2 separate regions of the Mus musculus genome follow, and region 1 is linked to region 2. The links are chromatin contacts, called in public promoter capture Hi-C maps. All regions are on one chromosome and are shown on one strand. The core of a region is the stretch at or near the end of the contact, and the rest is flanking DNA. Distances in the headings are between cores, read along the strand shown.

Region 1 (4,675 bases), core at 251-2,750, 280 kb before region 2:
AGCTCCCTGACATGCCAGTCTCTTGCAGTGAGTTCTATGAGCCCGAGGCCTTAATGATGGAGGAGGAAGGAATGGTGATCGTGGGTCTGCTGGTGGGACTCAACGTTCTGGATGCCAACCTCTGCTTAAAGGGAGAAGACTTGGATTCTCAGGTAACGTGGATTTAGGCCCTAGTGGGATGAACCCGGCCAGCGGTTGTTGGCTTGAAATCTGCAGACAGCTCTCCATTTTGATTGGATGTAATTTCCTGTAATGATCTCCATCTGTTGCAAGGAGAAGTTCTTGATGGGGGTGAGGACTACACTTATCTGTTAGTATTTGGATAGGTATTTAGAATGTAGTTTGAGAGTATGCTGGTTTAGTAAAGTGGTGGTTGTAGGTTCCTCTCCAAGATCCATGTCTTCACTAGCTCTGGGCAGATGGCTAAGTTTCCAGCACCAGACATGGTTTCCCTCTTGTTGAGTGTGTCTTCAATTCAGTGAGAGAGCTGTTACTTACTGCCAAGGGATCTGTGCCACTCCTGGACCCTTAGTCTGTGGTGCCATGCTGGTCATTGTTCGGTTCATGTCAGCCTTTCTTATAGCATCCAGGACCACGTGCCCAGTGGCACCACCTACAAGGGCTGGGCCTTCCCATATCAATCATTAATCAAGAAAATGCCTCATAGGCTCCCTACAGAAGCATTTCCCAGTTCCCTCTTCTCAGATGATTCTAGCTTGTGTCAGGTTGACAAAACTAACAAACAAACAAGATAGGGGTGCAAAGGACTTAGAAGTGTCCCATAAACAAGACTGTCCTTTAGTCTAGAAGTCTCTCTAGTGTTCGTTCTCTCTCTCTCTCCCTCCCTCCCTCCCTCCCCTCTGTTTTAAAATTACTTAGTACACCCAAACCTTTGATGCTCTTTATAAATGCCCCATCCTCCTTTGGATGCACACACAGTTGTGGGGTGACCATCCTGAATCTCAAGGCTTACAGGGCTTGTGGGGATGAGCACAGCACGTTTGATGTGAGCTTGTGCCCTCTGTCTCCATCAGGTCGGGGTGATTGACTTCTCTCTCTGTCTGAAGGACGCACAGGATCTTGACAGCGGCAGAGAGTGAGTAGTGAGCTGCTCGCAGCCCCTCACCAGCTGGTGACACGGGCTTGGGTTTGCTTTGCAACTTCAGCTTTGTTTAGTTAATTTAGTTACAGAGGTGAGTCTGGTGGCATCCTCTCTGTTTCAGGAGTTGCTCTCAGAATTGAGCATGCGTGTGGAAGTTCCCCTTTTATACCATCTCCTTTGCCCATCGCAGTCCACTCCCCTCACCACAGGAAGCTGCTATGGTCACTTCCATCTAAGCCATGTGGGGTGTGTGTGTGTGTGTGTGTGTGTGTGTGTGTGTGTGTGTGGTGTAGCATGTGGGTGGATGCATATTCCACAGCACACATATGGAGGTCAGAAGACAACTGTGTGGAGCTGGTTCTCTGTGGCCACCTTTATGTGGGCTCTGGGAATTATACTCAGGTCATCTGACCTGCGTGGCAAGTACTTTACCCACTGAACCATTGCATCAGACTCCAGGTTTATTTTTGGTTTTTTTTTTTTTTTTTTTTTTTTTTTTTTTATTGACTGTCCAAAACATACTGAGCTTTTTCTACCAATAATGGGATAACTGTAGGACACCCCTAGTGGTTGTGTGTTATGCAGACATACAGGACTAAATCTGATCTACTTGTATAGTAGACCAAGAGAAATTCACCCAAAGGACGATGAAATGAGAAAAGTATGATAACAAGGAATACATATATTTCTTTTTTATAAGCCAAAACAAGTTGAGTATATAGTGCGTGGTATATGTTAGCTCGATGTGCTGGTTAGAGGCACAAAAGAAGATAGCCAGTAAGCCATGACTATGGGTTACCTCAAGGAGCACTAGCAAGTAAAGAAAAAGCAAAAGGTAAAAGAAACAAAAGGATAGCAACTATAAAACAAACTCCAGCCCAGCACCTGTGGCATGAAACAATGTGGCACAGCCCCATTTACGTGAGCTACAAATATAGAAGTATGTGTTAAGGAGTGACAGGAAGGTCGGTGAGATGGCTCCGTGCAGCTCTCGCACACACAGACACACAGACACACACACACACACACACACACACACACACACACACACACACACGACTTACAGAAAGAAAGAGCTGGAGAGATGGCTCAGTGATTAAGTTGCTGCTCTTATACAGAACCCGCATCCGGTGGCTCACAGCTGTTTGTAACTCCAGTCCCACAAAATATGACACTCTGTCTTCCAAGGGTATTTGCATATATGCTGTGCATACTGACAAACAGGAAAACACGTATACGCAAAAATTGTAAATGATTGGAATTTTTAAAAAAAAGAAACCGATCAGAGGGAGAGCTCTACTGTGAAATGTTGAGGGCTTTTTCACTCTAACTTGTCCTGCTGTGTTCTGAAAGTCTTTGTTTCCTTGAGAGCGTGTCCCCTTTCCTTCAGTACAGTAAGACCCAGAGCCACGTGTGTGGCGGCAGGTGTGTTCACTGTGCACAGATGCCAATGGCTTTCTGTCCTCCCCACTGAGGCACAGGTGGTCAGGGACCTGTCCTCAAACCTTGATGCTGTGTCAGGCAAGCCATGCTGTTTACTCCACAGTGGCTCTGCCGGTCTCAGTTTCTGAAGATCGGGATGGCTGTACACAGGCCATACATAGACGGTTTGACATGGATCTAAGGTCTTCTCTCTGTGCTCTTCTCATAGGCATGAAAGAATTACCGATGTCCTTGATCAGAAAAATTACGTGGAGGAACTTAACCGGCACCTAAGGTAAGGCTCACTCCTCGCCAGTGCCAGTTGTTCTGTTGGGTGCCACAGACCTTTGCCGAGGTCTACAGTTTTAACTGTTAGGATTACGGTTTGTCTAAACAGAGAGACAAGTTGTAACCATTCAAGCCACATTTGTGTGTCCAGCCTCAGAGAGGACCCCTCCCTGATGAATGGCTTTGGGAAGACCTTGGGCTTTGTTTTGTACCGTGGTACAGCACGGAGATATAAATACACAGAGCCTGGAGCTCTGCCCCTACTCCACAGCCTTAGGAAAGGGAACAAGTGAAATAATATGAGAAATGAAGGAAGAGGCTAGCAGTGGTCTCAACCTTCCTAACGCTGTGACCCTTTCATACTGTCAGTTCCTCATGCTGTGCTGACCCCCAGACATAAAATTATTTCATTGCTACTTGATAACTGTAAGTTTGCTACTGTTATTAATCATGATGTAAATGCTTTTGGAGCTAGAGGTTTGCCAAAGAGGCCGTGGCCCACAGGTTGAGAACCACTGAGCTAGAGTCCCGGCTCAGCAGTTAGGAAGGCATATTGTGCTTCCAGAGTTGTGTTCCCAGTACCCACCTCAGGCAGCTCTCAACTGCCTGCAGCTCCAGCTCCACAGGGAGCTATCATCTCTGGCCTCCATGGGCGGGCACACACACACACACACACACACACACACACACGTGAATAGGTGTGTGTGCGCGTGTGTGCATTAAACAGAGTCTGGGGCTGAAGAGATGGCTCAGCGGTTAAGAGCACTGACTGCTCTTCCAAAAGTCCTGAGTTCAAATCTCAGCAACCACGTGGTGGCTCACAACCATTCATAACAAGATCTGATGCCCTCTTCTGGAGTGTCTGAAGACAGCTACAGTGTACTTACATATAATAAATTAAAAAAAAAAAAAAAAAAAAAAAAACAGAGTCTGACTATGTAGTCCTTGGCTGGTGCGGAGCCTGGAACTCACAAAGACACATCAGCCTTTGCTTCTCCAGTCTTGGGGTTAAAGGTGTGAGCCACAAGCATGGCCTAAAATGAAGTCTTAAATTTAGGGGGAGGGGGAGGAAGTCTGGGGTTGTGATTCAGAGAAGCCCTAGATTTCAGCCGCATCTCTCACACACACACACACACACACACACACACACACACACACACACACACACACACAAGGTTGAGTGAGGGATGATGTACGTGCATATGCTCGAGTTCCTGGTATGTATGCTTGACTAGAGCATTAATAGTGAAGTGAGCTGGGCATGGTAGTGCACACCTTTAATCCCAGCACTCCGGAGGCAGAGGCAGGTGGATTTCTGAGTTCGAGGCCAGCCTGGTCTACAGAGTGAGTTTCAGGACAGCCAGGGCTATACAGAGAAACCTTTTCTCGAAAAAAAGAAAAAAAAAACAACAGTGAAGTGATCTACTTCTCCAGTTGTGGGGAGACTGAGTTGATGCTTAAGTGATTTAAAATGCTATCAGCAAAGATGACTTGACATCTAGTTCAGAAACTTAAGTTCTTGCTCTTATCAAAGGGCTTGTTGCTGTCATCAGATTTATAGAATCTTTACATTTTTCATATTCTTTCGGTATAAAAGTAGTTTAAAATATCACAGAAGTGGCTGAAGGAATGGCTAAGTGGTTGAGAGCAATTGTTGCTCTTGCAGAGGACCCATGTGGTAGCTCATAACCCCAGTTCCAGGGATCCAGTCTTCTGACTTCTGTGGACGCTGCACACACGTGGAGCACATACATTCATGCAGGCAAAACATTCATACACATAAAGAGTAAATCTAGCCGGGCGTGGTGATGCACGCCTTTAATCCCAGCACTCCGGAGGCAGAGGCAGGCGGATTTCTGAGTT
Region 2 (5,097 bases), core at 1,581-4,080:
TGTGTTTGTTAGGGCAAGCATTTAGGAGACACGTGCTAAGGCTGCTTCATTACTACTACCCAACAGAAGAGGAACAGCTTGGCTTTGCCTGTTTCCCTGTAGCTATAAGCCGACCAGGTCCTGCCTTGAACTCAAGTATGTGCAAAGAAGAGCTCAGAAACTCAGTCCAATCTTCCCTGGTCTATGGTGTTCCAATACAGTGAATTCACAAGGCTTGCTGAAAGAAACTGCAAGAAACTCTGCACACCAAGGGTCCTTCTAGGAATCTCGATGTAGCCCAGGCTGGCCCGGAGCTCACAGGCTTCTATTTGCCTCCTGAGTGTTGGGATCACTGGTGTGTGCTATTATGCTTGGCTTCATAATCATTATTTGGCTATAAAATATTCCATTAAGTATACTACACATGACTTAATAACTCCCCTGAAGATAATGCACATAGCAAAATAAGGACTTAGAAAGTACTGGAAAACTCGAGTAAGATTATTGTTCTCATACTACAGAGGAAGGAGAAGCGTTTCCCTCCTAGGGGGCTGGGAGGCACTGCTGCTCCCAGTGTTTGAGGTAATCAAGGCTCCAGGAAGCATAGGAGCAACACGGGTCAGTCACTCTGCATCTGTCAACACGCCACAGAGCACACCCCAAGAATATCAGCATAAAAACGTATGGATCTTTTTGTTTGTTTGTTTGTTTCTTTTTCCAGACAGGGTTTCTCTGTATAGCCCTGGCTGTCCTGGAACTCACTTTGTAGACCAGGCTGGCCTCGAACTCAGAAATCTGCCTGCCTCTGCCTCCTGAGTGCTGGGATTAAAGGTGTGAGCCACCACACCCGGCTTGGTATGTATCTTTTAACTTGTAAGATATTTTTTTTTATTTGGTCTGGGTATAGTGGTGCAGGTCTTGTTTCCAGCACTTGGGGCGAGTTCAAGGTTACCCTTGACTACATAGTAAGTTCAGGATGAACATGAACTATCTAAACTTGTATCTCAAAAAACCTAGGAGTTGGGCATGGTGGTACATGCCTTTAATCCTAGTACTTGCAGGGGTCAGGGGCAGGCAGAGCTCTGTGAGTTCAAGGTCAGCCTGGTCTACATGGTCTAAATAGGGACTTTCACACCAACCAGGACTACACAGAGAGGCCTTGTTTCAAACAAACAAACAAACCACCAAGAAAAAAAGAGATTTCTAAATGTCTTTCCCTGTTGGGCTCTGGCAAACATAATTACATATCTGTATATGTATAAGGCATTTCAGAAGAACTACACACTCTAGACTAACCTTCAGACCCCAGAGGCCAGCTAAGGCAAGGGCTCTGTAGGTATGTGGGTCAGCTTTCTGTTAGCCTGACAACTCAGTGAAAAAGGAAAGCAGGCTTATTTTTATTTGGTCTGATGGATCCAAAGTTTTCAGTCCATGGCTGCAGAATCTCGTTGCTTTGCACCTGTGATGGCACAGCATACCATGGTGGAAAGTGTGTGGCCTAAGAGGCCTGTCCACCTTGTGGCCAAAATGCAAAGAATGTAGAAGGGACCAGGGTCCCAATATCCCCATTCGAGGGCACCTCTCCATCCACCTCATTGCCCTCCATGAGTTCCCACCCCCTAAAGGGTCCAGCATCTTCCAATAAGACCACAGACTGAGAACCAACCATGGGCCTTTGGGGGATATTCAAGATCCCAACTAGAGCAAGGGACAATCGTGTCCATGGCCCTTTTATCTATCAGAAATGAGAGAAGACTTCAGTTTTCATCCTGTGAAATGGGAACAAAACCTACACCAAGTTGTTTAAAGATGTGACAGGATAGACAAAACAGCCATTTCTTGGAGTCTTCAGGGCACTGGTTCTAGGACCCCCCAGAGATATATAAATCTATGTATGTTGATAGTTTGCCTGTCCCCCCTCCTGCATGTTTCAGCTCATCTTACAACACGCACCACAGCAGGGATGCTCTGCTCTTCTGTATTGCCTAGGAAAGACTGACAGTGTTCAGTAAATCTACAATCCTTTTCCCCAAATATTTTCGACACACAGTTGGTTGAATCCATGGAATTCATTGTATCCCACAGATATGGAGCAACAACTGTGTGTGGCCGCTAGCACTTCACAAAGGGAGCTGGGTTGGTTGTCGGTGGGACATGGGCCTTACGTGTATCTTGCCCTTGACGAAGGTAGTGATGTCCTCCTCGTTGTCGAAGATGGACAGTGTCTGAAGCAAGTTGTTTTCCAGCCATTCCCAGTGTTTGGTGATCTCTTTTCGGGAAGAACCTAGTTCAGTGAGAGTGGATGAAATCAGAGCTCAGACTCAAGCAGAGGGCTGGGTCCCCAGTGCTCTCTCTCTATTCAAGTGACCCCCTCCTCCCAAGGCAAGGATGAGCCTCTCCTGTTTACACTTTCTATTACAGTGAGAGTCCTCCCTCCCCTACCAAGAGTACTCCTGTTCTTCTAGAGACAATCTACAAGGCGGCTGTAAACAGGTAAATTTATCAGATTTCTTTGTCCCGTTGTTGACAGAGTCCCTGCAGGGCAGGCAAACAGCTACTGTCTTCAGCTGGCCTCCCCCACTCCCCAGCATCTGTCTGAGCAGTGCACGGAGAGTGGAAACGGAAGCACAGTGCTCTTCCCACAGGCCGGGTGGGGCTGTCTGCTTCCATCAAGGGTCTAAATGAGCAGCCCTGGGAGGTGAAATAAGAAACCTAGACTGGAAACCTTTCGGAATGGATGCCTAAAAAGGATGGGAGGAGGGAGCAACCTGTGGTCTTAACTGTGCTGGTGTGGAGCAGTTCATGGGTCCTGGCAGGAAAAGCAGCCACGTGTCACGGCCAGGCCCATATACTATGACCTATGAACCAAAGGTCAGAGCGTAGGGTGTTCTGGGAAAATTCTTCACCACTGAGGGAGACACCCTTCTCTAATTGGAACACTCTTGTACCAGCTGTGCTGGTGGCCTTGACTCCTTCCTGACTAGGCCTAGTGGTCGCCACCACCTCCTCCCACCCATGGCTCTGCTCGTGGCCGTGCTGTAGCCTGGCTTGCCCTCACTAGGGATGCTTTGTTTGCTTCTTACTCAAGCAGTTCATCAGACAAGCAACTTCACAGCACGGAGCCTCTCCTGGGGAAGGACAGCCACAAGAAGACAGGAGTCAAGCCTGAAGCACTAGATACCTCAGTGAGTCACGCAGGCTCAATCTCTCTGTAAGCCCCTTCAGCCACCCAGTTCCCCTTCCTGGCTTTTCTTTGTGCTTTTGTCTTATGGCTGCCTCCTCCTGCTGCACAGGGTTACGGTTGGTAGAGAGGGATTTATTTCTGGCCAAGAACCCACCATCACATTCAGAAGTTAAGCTGACATATAATGCAGCTCTCAGGATCATTTCATTTTTTTTTTAAATTAGATTTATGCACATAAATGTTTTATCTTCATGCATGTGCACCACTTGTGTGCCCTCAGGAGTCAGAAGAGGAGGTTAGATCTCCCGGGGCTGGTCATGAGCCACCATAGGTTCGGGGAACCTGGGTCCTCTGCAAGGTGGCAAGTGCTCTAACTACCGAGCCACCTCTCTAGCCCCCAGGGCCATTCTCTTTTATATGCACATTCCCAGCAACTGTAGATGGATCAAATTGTCATTCTGTCTGTCTGCACCTGTTTCTGTTTTGATTATTGATGTTTACGTGTACATCTCTTAGTTAAAAGTCAGTCACTTGTTTAATATTAAGGACACAAACTATACCATCTCTGTCAGGTACTGGGGATGAAAAAGATGCAGTAACTGCTTAGATTACTGAGTGTCACTCCTGTTCTCAGAATTGTCCACAGAGCTCACTTCATCCAGGACACCTCAGATACCTTACAGTATAACACCGGGGCACAGAGAAGTTCAGTCAGTTATCCAAAGCCACCTAGCAAGGAAGTGACAAAGTGAGAATGCCGGCCCAGCTGCCTGGTGCACCCAGCTCTCATCCTCCCTCTACCTGATAGGGCAGCCAGGCCACGCCCAGGGGAGGAGGAGAGTGGGAAGTGGATGTGTGGGTCTGAGGAATCCGGGGAGGTGACATCTGGTGAGTATCAACAGAGAAGGGACACTCTGCACAGAAAGCAGCAGAGGGGTGTGGGAAATCACAAACACTGCAGGTGTGCTCCTTGTGTGACTACCGGGACACAGCTAGGGAGGAGTCTGGGGATGGAGGTGGGCAGATCCCGGACATCCTGAATACCAAGGTGCGAGACTGATTTACCCGGCACACTCCAGCAGGACATTTGGTGTCGGCAAGCTGCTTCTGAGCCAGTGCCCAGACTGTTGGGGAGGTAGGCACAGGCGAGGCTGGGGCAGGGATGGCATCTGGTGCAAGAGGACAGGTAAAGAAGAAACACAAGGAACCATGGCCACTGAAGGGGCTGCCACCTGTCACCCCCTCCACTCCCTGACCCTCCCTGAGAGAGGACACTGAGGCAGAGAAGATCCTCTTCAAGGCCCATCTTAAGTAACATGCTGGGTGGGAAGATGGCTCAGTGGGTGAGCAGGCTGGATGACCTAAGTTTGATCCCCTGGAGCCCTGTAAAGAGCTATGTTTGATGGCCTGTATCTGTCATCCTAGGACTCCTTCAGAGAGGAGAGAGGCAGAGAAGGGAAAAATCACCTAAAAACTCCTGGGACAGTCAGTCTGGTGTACACAGCACACGTGCACACACACACATGTGAGCACACACACTGAATTAATTTTGTTTAAAGTACCTTGCCTCCCTGTGTGTGACCAAGGCTCATAAAGTTCCCAGATCCTACTGGGATGGATCACACCTTCAAAGAACCCCTTTCTCCTAAACTAATCCTGTAGTCTCCTGGTGACCCCCGTGGGTCTGAGAACCAGGAGCTCTCGGGTCCTGCTGGGTTTCTCCACTTGGCCTCAGGCACAGTGACCTCTCAAAGTTTACTTGCTGACAAAGACACAGTCGTTACTGTTAAGGGTGCCAAGGAAGAAGGGATATAACACTTAGGGTGGAGAGTCTATGTCCAGGTTACCACCTGCCTGTGCTTTTAATCCCTTGACCAGCTAACCTCCACCCTGAAGCTGGGGTCCAACTGCAAGGGCTACGTATTTCCTTCTGT

Evidence for each region. Capture Hi-C pulls out chosen DNA fragments and counts their contacts.
Region 1: a contact with region 2 is called in a promoter capture Hi-C map of liver. The contact joins two enhancer-like sites. A contact is called at or near these places in 5 of 39 promoter capture datasets (the C10 cell line, erythroid cells, liver and 2 more), 4 of 115 datasets of contacts at active chromatin or transcription factors (embryonic stem cells, microglia, regulatory T cells and 1 more) and 2 of 9 other capture datasets (adipose tissue and liver).

What each region holds. Positions count from the first base shown.
Region 1 is chr11:50,412,661-50,417,335 of GRCm38.p6, reverse strand. It overlaps Rufy1 (RUN and FYVE domain containing 1), which reads left to right. Exons shown (of 18, transcript NM_172557.3): 5 at 29-152; 6 at 1,035-1,096; 7 at 2,754-2,819. Among named protein-coding and RNA genes, the nearest start is that of Rufy1, 16 kb to the left of the region's middle. Within about 2 kb of position 1,500, at least 32 of the 459 cell types and tissues checked have an H3K27ac peak or open chromatin away from gene starts, as enhancers often do. A contact at or near this core is called in liver, where this site is marked.
Region 2 is chr11:50,137,549-50,142,645 of GRCm38.p6, reverse strand. It overlaps Tbc1d9b (TBC1 domain family, member 9B), which reads right to left. Exons shown (of 22, transcript NM_001290760.1): 3 at 2,145-2,263. Among named protein-coding and RNA genes, the nearest start is that of Tbc1d9b, 8.7 kb to the right of the region's middle. Within about 2 kb of position 2,830, at least 38 of the 459 cell types and tissues checked have an H3K27ac peak or open chromatin away from gene starts, as enhancers often do. A contact at or near this core is called in liver, where this site is marked.